2 separate regions of the Lactuca sativa genome follow, and region 2 is linked to region 1. Evidence: chromatin contacts called from public Hi-C data. All regions are on one chromosome and are shown on one strand. Each heading gives the region's core, a stretch centred on a gene start, on an enhancer-like site or on the middle of the called end of the contact. The rest is flanking DNA. Distances are from core to core; before and after follow the strand shown.

The links. A called contact is a pair of places that touch in the nucleus more often than the background predicts.
Region 2: a Hi-C map of leaf shows a contact between it and region 1, with 6 times the contacts expected there. The contact joins the promoter of LOC111882024 here to the promoter of LOC111919375 in region 1. A contact is called at or near these places in 2 of 4 Hi-C or Micro-C datasets (both in leaf).

Annotation. Positions count from the first base shown.
Region 1 is chr3:115,103,898-115,110,388 of Lsat_Salinas_v11, forward strand. LOC111919375 (G-box-binding factor 1) reads right to left here and starts at 4,200. Exons shown (of 11, transcript XM_023914965.3): 1 at 3,789-4,200; 2 at 3,008-3,186; 3 at 2,840-2,926; 4 at 2,664-2,753; 5 at 2,382-2,563; 6 at 2,224-2,278; 7 at 2,069-2,117; 8 at 1,765-1,952; 9 at 1,248-1,325; 10 at 1,040-1,165; 11 at 613-944. The coding sequence starts at 3,109. The coding sequence ends at 882.
Region 2 is chr3:115,422,806-115,429,296 of Lsat_Salinas_v11, forward strand. It overlaps LOC111882024 (homeobox-leucine zipper protein ATHB-40), which reads right to left and starts at 2,943. Exons shown (of 3, transcript XM_023878392.3): 1 at 2,704-2,943; 2 at 2,291-2,601; 3 at 1,000-1,425. The coding sequence starts at 2,797. The coding sequence ends at 1,204. LOC122196892 (a long non-coding RNA gene) reads left to right here. Exons shown (of 2, transcript XR_006189341.1): 2 at 380-631.

The DNA of each region.
Region 1 (6,491 bases), core at 2,950-5,449:
ATTTAGAAATAACCTAAAAAAATATTTTATGGTAGCCCAAATTATTTTCCAGGATATCACCGCAACATAAACAAAAATTTTCCGTAAAAAGTCACTCCTGAATTTTTTTTGAGGAGCATGAGGGTTCTATATCAAATCCGCTTATGTTATAAGTTTGATGTACTAAAAATAAGTTTGCTGAACAAAAAAGATGTACAAACAGTTTAAAACAATACAATTAAAAACGTCATATCGTCTCCAAAGTCTAAACTTCCAAATTTCCAATAGAGCGAGGTGATAAAAAAGAATATATATATATATATATATATATATATATATATATATATATATATATATATATATATATATATATATATATATATATATATATATATATATATATATATATATATATATATATATATATATATATATATATTTCATGTTTTCAAGCTAACATAACAAAAAATCAACTTCAATACCTCGTTTTTCCATATTAATTTAACATCAACTTCCACACAAGAAACATTGACCTACATCATGACCAATTTATAACAACTAGTCTTTTGAAAAATACCTCGTTTGCATAATTTTTGTACACTTTTTTTATGCAAAAAATCATATCAAAAGAACTGAAATTAAACCCCATCTGTTCCATTACAACATTCAACCACATAACACTTGTACATCAAGCTTTCTACGTCTGTTTGAAGTATGAATGAACGATATAAAACAGTAACTTATAAATTTTTTAAAAAAAATTACAACTTACAGTTACATGTATATGAAGAAAAGTAGAAAAAACACAACATATTAGTCTCTCTCACGTCAGTTGAAAAGATTTAGTCCTAATTTTATAACTTTAATCACTAACTTTTTTTTTCGCTATATCTCTCTCTTTCTCAACTGTTTCCTTCATCAAGCTTCGACACTGCCTCTGGTCCACAAAACCTGGTCAACTCATCCTGGTCAAAGTCAAACAGTAAATCATTTTATTCTTTTTTCTTTTTTTAATTATTTGTTAAGCTAATAATTTAAAAAAAAAAAAAAAGAAAGAAACCTTTATGGAATTATTTTCAGAAGTAAGCTTCTGACATTCTTCAGAGAGCCTCTGAAGCTCATCTCTTAGTGTATGATTTTCACTGGTCAGCGCCTCGACTCTCGTCTGTAACTCTTCGCATTCCGCCTGCCCAAACAACGGAATCAGAAAAGAAACGGAATGGAATTGATCATTCCGACGGTGGAATTAGATTTTGTCATTTTGATACCTGTTTGCGCAATCTTGATCTCCTGGCTGACTCACGGTTAGACTGCTTCCTCTTTTGTCTCTTCAGTTCACGCTCGTCCTGCTGATGTCATAAGTCATAAAATCATAAATTCATTAATTAATATTTTTATAACTTTCGAGTAAATTACACAAATGGTCCCTATGGTTTTGGGTAATTTGCATGTTTGGTCCCCAACTTATTTTTTTAACTCAGAAGGTCCCTACTGTTTGTTTTTGTTGCGCGCTTGGTCTCTGTCTAACCTAAAAAGACTATTTTACCCTTGATTTTTTAATTTATTTAAATAAACCTACCCCACTTTATTTAAATAAATGAAAAAATCAAGGGCAAAATAGTCTTTTTAGGTAGGACAGGGACCACACACGCAAGAAAAACAAATAGTAGGCACCTTCCGAGTAATAAGTTAGGGACCAAATGTGCAAATTACCCCAAACCATAGGGACCATTTGTGTAATTTACTCTATCTTATAACAAGAAAAGGAAATTCATTTATTCACACCTGAACCCACTGATCAGGCATCATGGGAGGCGGCACCACCCCACGAGACACACCGGGTCGCATTTTGATGGCGGTGTTTCCGGCGGCCGGATTCCACAAATCCATTCCCATGTTTAGATTGGTGCCTGGAATTGAAGCTACAGGATTCCCGGGAACCGGTGTCTGTATATTGTTATTCTGTGCATTTGCTGAAAATAGCAACATACTTTCATATTAACTTATTATTAAAAAAAAAAGTAATTTTTTTTTTGAATTTAATTATTTATATAAATGGAAGTGAAAATGTGTAGAACTACGGAATTACCATCTGCAAGCATCTGATTGAAGCTTCCTTTCTTGCCTCCAGAAAATTCCTGTATATATTTGTGTATTAATTAATAATTATAATTATCATACCTTCAAAAAAAATTCTTATTTAAAAAAAAAAAAAGAATTATTAAGAGTTTCTGAGATATGTACATTTTGGTCATTTTCATCACTTCCATCTGAAGAACCATCGCTTCCACTATCAGCACTGTTTAGTTCAAATTTCAAAAATTACAATAATTTAAAAAACAAGGGTATTTTTGGCATAACAAATGAAAACTTCGAATAAAAAAAATAGAAAATTAAAAAACCTTTGGGTGGCGCCTCCATCATTCCCTGAACTTGATGCTGCTTTTCCACTCTCTCCAGTTCTAACACCAACATTTCCATTTCCAGAAATACCCTTTGACTTTTTATTAGTAGTAGTTGACCTTTCTTTTCCTTCATACGCCTTTGCTTCCATTTCTGTGTTTGGTGGAGCAGTAGTTGGAGTCTGTAAGAACAAAATTCAATAATCATAAATAACACATAAAAGATTAAAAGGCAAAAAAATAAAAAAGAAAAAGAAAAAAGAAAAAAGAAATTATGAATACCATAGGCATATTAGGATGAGCATAAACTCCAGCTGGTGGATATAAAGCTGGATATGGAACTGGAGTTCCATATGGTGACATCATAGGATGCTGAAATAAATCAAAACATTTTCCAATCATTAATTTCTACAAGAATCCAATAAGATCTTTGAATTTTGCCACATCATCATCATCACCTGGCCTCCCCACATGTATGGATGAGGAGTTGGAGAAGCAACAGTTGAAGCAAAAAAAGGTGGAGTTCCTCCAGCACCATAATAAGCCTAAACATGAAAATTGCAAAGCCACAATAAGAATCTTGTAACAAAAAGTTTAAAACTTTAAATCAAAAATTTAAATCATGCCTGCATTGAGTTTGACCAGTCAGCATATGAAGGTGGAGGTGTTTCCTGAGTTGGAGCAGGTTTGGAATGCTTAGCAGGTGAGTTATCTTCTCCAGCCCCCATGAATTTACAGGGAAAAACTCAATATGCAGAGTCTGAAAGTTAGATTTGTGTGTAACTGTGTTTCCTTGAAATATTATCTACAAGAACATTGAGAGATTAAAGATTTGTTCAGGTTAGGTATTAATGAAAGGTGTTTAATGATTTGTAATCCATACAGCAATTCCTATGCAGCAATCATAAGTTCATAACTGTGATTTATCTTAACAAATATGGAATTAAGCTTTCTATACTGCAATTTCCTTCCATCAACTACAAAATCGTTCCCTTTCAGACTGAATAAATCCTTCTAAGCTTTTTTTTTTTTTTTTACCAAAAATAGGGGAAGCAGAATATTCAGATAAAATGATTTCATTCTCTTTGTCTTAAAGTCTACACATGTCATGTAAGAACCCAAAACCCTACCTACACTTGCAGCCTCAACAAAAAAAAAATTACAAAAATAACTGAAGAACAAATAGTCTGAGCGATTTCAAGGAAAAGCCCCAAATTATTATCAGATCTGGCTTCTTAATTTAAACAATTGTTCACAAAAAGCGTAAAACAATCGCGAGTATCTGTTTATTCTTGATAAGATAAGATACATAATTACCCGAAAACTAATCGGGATGTTTGTGTTTTTATGTGTGTCGACATGCGAATATAGAGGAAGCTTAAATTTAGAGAGAGGAGAGAGACTGACTTGTTTCAGCCGCCGGCTTCGGAAGAGATGCTAATCCGACTAGGATCAAGCAAATCCAGTAAACATGGCAGCTTTTAATACAAAATTCCAGAGCTTTGGAAGAAATTCAACAGCTGAGATTTGAGAAAGAAGGATTCCCTCTTCTATTTGGTATATCGAAAAAAACAACTCTGAAATTCGAAAGTAGCCAAAAGGAGACAGGTCGTTTACTTGCTTACAAGCTGCTTGATGCGTAGGGGAGAAGCGGAGGCGGAGGCGGAGGCGGAGGCCGGGGAGGAGGGAGAGACCACCGTGAGAGAATGGCAGTGCGGTGGTTGAGGGTAGGGTTAGAGGGATGACATGTGAGGGTGAGGAGGGATCCAGCTGTTAAAAGGGGAGTGGATAGAGAGGCATGACAAGGCAATTACGTTTTGTTGATGACTGGGAGCTTTTAAAGTATTAAAAAGGATAATTTATTTTAGAGATATTAGCATTTACTTCCCCTCATTTAATCTTATTTGCATTTCACGCCATATTCTTAATGTTTGGTGTTAAATCTTTTAATTTGAGAAAAACAGGTTAATTCTAACTTTTTTATTATTTTCTTTTTTTAAGATTTAAGTAAAAATTAGAAGGTTTTTATAAGTTGTCATGAAATGTTTGCAGTTATTATATGCAAAATCATAAAATAGACTGCAAAAGATGATATGGGTGAGAAATGATAATATAAGAAATTCTTCACATGTTTTATTTTTTTTTTCTTACTTAGAGAATTTTTTTATGAAAAAATGGAACAATACCACAACAATCTATACTATGTTGTAAGTTTTTTATTCGTTTTATTTAATTTTTTACATTTTTGATGTTGTATACGATTTATTCCTAGAGAAAATATATTTTTTGCAGATGACATCTGCGGAAATCTCATATTTACCTATGGAAATCTATTTCCGTAAGTATATGAGTGAGTAATATAGTTTTTTCATAGGTGTTAATTAATTTGTAATGCTTCGTTTTCCGTTTAATTATTTAAAAAATGAACACATTATAAGAATAATTCTTATATAGATATTAAAGGAGGACCATTGTTAGAAATAGTAAACTTGAGTTTTTTTTATAGGAATGGTCATTTGTTTATGGGTGTATGTTATGTTTTGGTTCTTTTTCTATTCTGGGTAGCATTTGTTGTTTCTTTAAAACTTTTATTCCACGTGTTTGCCTGTTGTTTTGTTCACCGTCATGCTAGCTAATTGTCTTTAGATTAGTGTCCTTATTATTTTGTATTTTTTTTAATACTTTTTAACAATTCCCTACCCTCTGCTCCCCACCTACTGTCTACATTTACGTCTACTCCACCGATTCCAGTCTATATTCGGTAACTGGGAGAAGAAGACGCCTCCACCACTTTCAGGTCTTCGTCAACCGTGTCTTCCCGATCCTTCCACCACCCGTCAGTTTTTTTTATGTGTTCTCTTCTCAACTTAGTCAGAGCAAACCGAAAAAACCCTCAGCCCATTTACCATTGACGTCACCATTTTCTCTATCATCTACAACCGTGTCATAAGGGCTTCCGCCCCTATCACCACCATCGATTGGTGGAGCCTAGACGACATCGTTACGACTTGTGAAGGTGCATCAGTCGGAGATTAGTGGTTGGCTGTTGGTGGTTTGGATCAGGTCGCCGATGGTGGCGACACATGAGGAGAAGGAAATAGAGGTCGGCGATCGTTGTTGGTGCCTTTGACGAACACTGATGTTTTGATTCGCTTCGTAGGAGAAAACGGTATCCCGGAGGTGCTTTGTCGGCGTTGAAGGCGACTAGTTTTTATGGTTTAGGTCGTAAAGTGAATCGTGATTTTTTGTTTGGGTTTTGTAGGAAGAAAAGAATGAACAATGGGGATCTGGTGGATCAAATACTTCTAGGCGACCTCAACAGTTAATGTTAAGTTAAGTTGATGACTGTGGATTGATCTATTTTCTGCTGATTCGACATACATAAAGTCAACAAGTTCAATTGTTGATGAAATTGTTAAATCATTTTGATTGAAGTTTCCTGTTCATATGCGTTCAAGTTATAGAAATCACATATAGGAAAACAAACAAAGTATCCACTCAAACCAGATTTCATTAGTTGTAACATAATGTTAGAAATGTCTGAATTGCAGGCTTCGAATGATTATAATCAAAGGCAATATCACAAGGTTGTTTAGTTGTTCTTAATAATCAATCACAATTTTAATAGCTTAATATCTAACAGTTTAAGTGGATTAATCCAGACTGAAGAGGAAAACAATGATGGCTAGGAGACAGTTAAGAAGAAGACTATGAAATCGACTATGGTGAAGGAAAGAAAGAACAAGCTGGTTTCATTGAAGAGATATGTAGAACTGCACCAATTACATACCTTTTTAAGTATCTTTCTTCAAATGGTGGTGTATCCCAAGATTATGTTTTAGGTTCAACACACATTTTATCATTTAGGTTCCACTACTCTTCTTTCGGATTTCGTGTAGGTACTGCTTTCTTACTACAATTCATCATGTTTGTGACCGTGAATGTTAATAATTTTGTTCATTTTGTTTGATCATGTTGATTGTTGAGGCGACCTCATTGGGTAAATGATATGTTATTCATACAAACACCTTCTTTACTTGAATATGTGCTACATTTTCATATTTTTAAATAGGACTTCTATATTGCCTTCCAAAAAGTTTTTTTTTTTTT
Region 2 (6,491 bases), core at 1,693-4,192, 320 kb after region 1:
TTATTTCTTTCCAATTATTACTGTTTTTCATATCTATTCATCATTGTTCTACTTTTTAAGAAACAAACTGATTGACACCCACTTGTTTTTGTTTGTGTGTTTACCGAGAAGTCATTATGTTGCCTAGAGTTCTTGCTTGGTTTGAGAATGTCCATTCTAATGATAAAACAGGTCAATTGTTGTCATTAGTGTCCTATTGTTTCTTTCATATGATCAGGAAGCTACTTACATTATTCAGTTTATGATTATTAAACTTATTAGTAGCATTCGTGTCACTTTATATCTGTGTTTTATGCTCTATGGGTTCTACCTAATTAAATTAAGTATCACCAATCCCTTTGTGTCTAATTATTTACATGTCATTATCTTCGCTTTACAGAATCCTAAAAGCCCTTGAACGCAAATTATCCATTAGAAGGAATATCAACCACTCGTTATCTCTAGTTGGGTCCCATTTGAGATTTAATGTTGGAAATCGACATCAGTATATATGGATTACCTTGATAGTGACAACAAAGGGAATCTCATCAGTAAGTGTCTGCTTGTTATTGCGCTCTTTGTTGTTAAAATTATAATGTAGTTAAGTTACTTAGACACATTCTTTCATAAAGCTCTAAATCATTCTTTCTTCCTTCTTTGGGTAATTGACATTGTTCTTTTCATAAATGCAACATGCTAAAAATAGTTTTAATCAATTGTTGATTAAGATTAATAATGTACCAAAAATCTTGTTATATGAAATATGTACTACGTACAAATTATGATGCGATAACTCTGTGTATTCAAAGTACACCATCTTTTGGAAGAATATCTAGCGTTCTGAGTTTAGTACACCTTCCTTGCGGTCGAAATATGAACTATATATGGAAATCTCCTGGTCATACACGTATATGCATGGACATGCATCATGCATGCATCTTCTATATATCCATCAAATGACCATATTCCCCTCATGCAATTAACTTTCTATAGAGCTTTCTAGAGAACTAAAGTAGAAAATGTACTACAATATTGATAAATATAAAAAGCAACCCACTAAGAATTTAGTATTATGACAACATACTAGGGATATTTCTATTAAGTCAAGGAAATACCATTAACTAGACAACAAGGAGAAAAGATGTACATTAGATCGTTACTATCTACAAGACTACATGATTAATTAATACTAAAATTATTTAATTACATTTTCCCTATAATTAATTAGATGTTCATCCAATCCAATGATCCATGTATATAGTTGTTTTCCGGCAAGCAAAATACATTCTCCAATCCTTCCATCCCAAATCCCCCAAGAAAATGTGGCTCCATGGCCTCCATTGAAAACGATGAACATGGACTTGTGCTCGATATTCCATCTGACCTTTCCACTAGGCTGTTTATCTGTTTTTCAGCTTCGGAGAGTTGTTCCTTGAGCTTTAGAATCTGTACACAAAATCAATGGTTAATAAATTTCGTTAATATTTATAGAAAAGATTAAAGATTAAGGCCCACGTGGGGGTGATATACGGATATATATATATATATATATCATGTGCTACTCCACAAAGAACACTGTAGAACAGCCTTGTCAACCTTAAAAAACTATAGAGGGACACTTGTAATTATATCACACTTTGCTGGACCAATGGGATTTTAGTCTCCTTATTCTTGTCAAAATTATATTATAGTTTTCTATTACACTTGTTGCTTTCCAATTAGTTGAAAAAATGGCATTACTTTAGTTTTTCTCGAGCCTTGAGTCCATGCATTTTCCGAATTAAGCTTGCTTATTTTTAGCTTAAAGTGGATAAGAGTCTATTTATCTTGAGTGTACAAGAAGAAGAATGTAAAAAAAGGAATTAATTACTGTAATGGTAGTCAACTTCATAAAACAGTAAATGAGCAACCAACTTAAATTCCAAGTAACTAACCATAATTAATACTTATCCATACTTCCATAAAAAAATCTATATAGAAATGTAAAAATAAATGGTTAAAAGTTAAAACAATCTTTATCACTTAGCTGAAAATCGACCTCCCTTTAACTTTCTTTTAGGTTTTTTTTCTTGGGTATTTAATAACTAATGGAAAATAAATGATCAACACAAACTGATTGAACCTTCTAGGAAATGATCAACACAAATGGGAAAAAAAGTTTCTTGGAAATATCAAGGAATAAGAAAAATGTGGATATACAAGATTATATCCCTATCACGAGTAAAGAAGGACCACATAGGATCCCTTAATTATTCATGTTGTTTTTTGTGTCCAAATTCTTTGCATATATCATAGAAAAAAAAAAGGTTACCTCAGATTCGAGTTGGCATTTTTCAAGAACAGTGGAGTCATGTTGACTCTTGAGCTTCGAGTATTCCTCTTCGAGCTTCTTACTCTTCCATCGAGCTCGCCTGTTTTGAAACCAAACCGCAACTTGACGTGGGTCAAGCCCAAGTTCAGAAGCAAGCCGATCTTTTCTCTCCGATTCAAGCTTATGTTCATTTCCGAAGTTTTGCTCAAGAAGATTCACTTGTTCATCACTAAGCTTCCTTTTTCTCATCATGCTGCTGTTTCCATCTGCTTTGTTCTTCTTTCGTCTTCTTCGTGGTTTCACAACTTCCCCTATATATGTACAACATAGTTATAAGAAACTACAATCAAACATCGAACTTCACAAATGCATAAACATGTATATATATGTATATATATAAGAAAAGTTCGAACCTTGTTCTGGTATGAGTTGATCGTAAATCCCAGGATAATACTGGGAGAGGAGAACCATTTGATCATCAACTTGAGTTTTCATATTGCTCGTCATATTATCTCTCTCTGCGTGTCTCTAAACACTCGGCAGAGGTGTTCTTCTTTGGTGAAACAAGTGGATGTTTTAGAGTGGGTACATCAAGAGAGACTTTATTTATAAAGGTGGAGTGAAGACTAAGGAGTCCGCTGTTACTTTGGATTGTGCAGAGTTTGCCTTTATTTATAAACATGTAATGTCCATATTGACCTTGTTTTTTATTAAATTTCCTTTTCTACCCTTCATCAAGACATGTCTATATGCAAAACTACAAATCTGACGTGGGTTTGTCTCTTTTCGGGTAATGAGATAGAAAAAAAACAGTGGTGTCAACTTTTTGTCTAATTTGGCGAGACGCGACTTGATTTACACAGGTAAAATGTATCAAACCGTTAATGTACCTCGAACACTAGATTTTTGGAGATGACACTCTTCTTAATAATGGTGTTACATTGGTCTACAATGGGACCAATAGGATTGGCGTAATAAGGATAATTGTACTTTTATTCTAATTATGAAAATTCATATCTTCGAAGATGTCCAGCATATGTTTTCTTCCCATTTGTGTTCATTTTATATATCTTGATCATCAACCCCATGTTTATCCAATAAATTTGGAGGAAGTCATGTCAGAAAGAAACTAGACCTATATAACAAAATAAAAATCCCTACAACTCCGTATTAATTTGATGCAACATATTCCCACGTATGTTGGTTTCTAATTAACTAGGTATGATAATTGATAAGTTGTAATTATAACTCGTGTAGTTTGATGAATAAAGGATGGTTAATATATATATCTAAGAAACATGATTTGATTTGTACTATGCTTCTAGGTTTTAAACGTGATCTTTTGTTTGTTTTACGATTTGCATATCTTATCCATTACTACCAAGTTGTGGCGTACGCATTAGTTAGTTTGTTGTGAAGGGATTGGCTTTCCTGATTTGGTAATAAAAGAGATGAAATGAATGAAGAACATCATTGATATTCATCTAGCTAGGTGTGAATGAAAAAAAATCACAAACAAAGGATAGGAGTATGATAAGGGCAGGAGTTGGGATCCCAAACCTGACCACCTTGAAGTTAGTAAACTAAGACATTTTACATTTTTATTACTTATATATTAATTATTATATATCATATATTTATTATAATTATTAAATTTTTTGCCTATGGATTCGGACAAAGTCTCCAATTGGATGTTACATATATATATTCCCGATTTGTGGGTACTTAATTAGCCAAGCCACTCACATTAGCTTTTAGCTCCATGGCTACGTGGCTCAATGAGAATTACAGTAAAAAACCTACACCATAAACTATTCAACTGGTTATTAGTTATGTGACACATGCACTTACATCACATGTATTCTCCCTCTAGATAACCTTACTTGTATCACATGTAATAAGAAGTTGTAACCTTTGTCATAACGCAGAATTATTGCTATATAATTCGTTTCATGTGGTTTAATTTTGTATATACTTTCACATGCATGATTCTTATAAACTAGTTATATTTAACATCAGACATTTATGGTCAACAAAATACAATAATTAGTTAATGAAATGTTCGGATTTTCAAGATACAAGTCATTTCAAGGTCTGGAAAAGAAACAATTAATGTCATATATATAGTTTATTTCATGGTTTGAATTCCACATCCAACAAAGTGAAAGAACTTTTTGACAAATATAACCCATGAGTGCCATGTATCTTGAGCACAAGACAAGATGTAACTGACTTGGATCGCAGTCAATGGTAATACGTGGAAGGCTTTTGTTTATAGTACCTCCAAGAATTTCGTATATGGATTACAAAACTTTCCCTTTACTAATGTCTTTTTACTTTTTCCTTATATGTTTATACATACACATGTCTTAACACAAGTAAATGCATCTAACTGAAATAGTTGCTATATAATTCGTTTATTGATAAAGGACATGAGAAATATAACCGGTCTTTACTTATATTTATTTTTTGGTCTAGGAGTCATAAATAGAGACAGATTATATCACGTCTAGCTATCACATGACACTAATATATAAAAAGACAGATGAAACTATGTCTAAGGAAGTCAAATATTTTGGCTCAAACTCAAAGCTTAAGGCAAGCCAAGGCTGAAATATTTATTTATGTATTTATTTAATTATAATTATTTAGTTTTGGTGGGTTTAGAAAATAAAAAAGGGTAATTGGAAGTAGTAAAAAGGTGATTTAAAAAAGACAGGTTTATTTCCACGCTAAGGGAATGCATACTGGCATTTGCACATGGGGGGCTCCCAAAACCTATGTAAACCTTTTACACGCGTCACTTCCCCCAAATCCTCTGCTTTCATGGACCACATTTATCTATCCATAAGCATCCTTCCACCTCTACACACACACGCACTCATGTTTTTAACAATAGCCGCCAATACATATAAACCTTCTGTATCTACATATGCATACGAAAGGAGTTTGGTGAAAGATTAATACTTCACCAAACATACTAGTTATGAATAATATTTATACCCACAACTAGCCATGTTAATTATATGTAAAAATCTTGCCATGATTTTTTATAGATTAAAAATAATCAAAGGATCGGATGTTGGTTTTTTTGTTTTTTAAATATCATCTTCACCACTTAATGTAGAGGGCAAATGTTGTGACGCAATCCGAAGTTATCAAATGTTACCGAAGTTGTATTTATGGATGTCGTGTTTAGAGAAAATGAAATCTGGGAAGTTATACCGATCGAAATAGTTAGACGCGCTATAGCGGTGACATTTAATCAACACGTTTTTAGCGACGACACGTATCAGAGAGTAGAGACGACGGATAGACATATAGAAAAAAAAACAGATTGTTTTATAGATACCAAAAGACATGAGAAATATGTTTGTCTTTTTCGAAAGACAAAACACTACCTAAGTATTTTCGAGGAGTATTTGAATGTAGAGTGATGTATGCAATGGCTATAAAAAAACATATGAAAGAATTAATTAAGGTCCAACATAGAAGCAATTGGTGTGCAACGACGTGGACCAAAGGAGTTAAAAAAGTTAATCCTTAAATGATCAGTAAAAAAGACAAGAGACGTTGATCAAAACCCACGTGGGAACTACGAGTGCAAACGAGTCGAGCCGAGCCCGAGTCTGATCAGGCTCGGCTCGGACTCGTTTAAGTTCTAAGAGGCTCGAGCATGAGCTCGGCTCGATTCGAGCTTCTTGTACTGAGCTCGGCTCGAGCTCGTAAATAATTATAGAAGCTCGACTCGGGCTCGGACTCGGTTCATTTTTTGTCTGACTTACCTAAATAAGCTTAAGCTCAGCTCGAACTCGTTAAGAAGCTCATTTACTAATACCCTAGACTTCTAATCCACAAATATGTTTTTATTTTAATATATAAAAAAATAAGAAATTATATTAATATATAAAGGCTCGTTTAGGCTCGCGAGCCTAATCGAGCTTAATGATATAGGCTCGAGCTCGAGTTCGTTTAATAAACGAGCTTAATATTAAGCTCGAGCTCGGCTCGGGTTCGTCTAAAATCGGTTTCGAGTCGAGCTTTTAGCGATCCGATCCCGAGTAGCTCATGAGTAGCTTGGTTCGTTTGCACCCCTAGTGGGAACTGATCTTGTGGGACCCTGATTCTACACGGGGTTATTTTTACAACGTTTTTGGGTTCGGGGTGGAAGAGGGGCGGGTTTTACATCTATTTAGTTTTT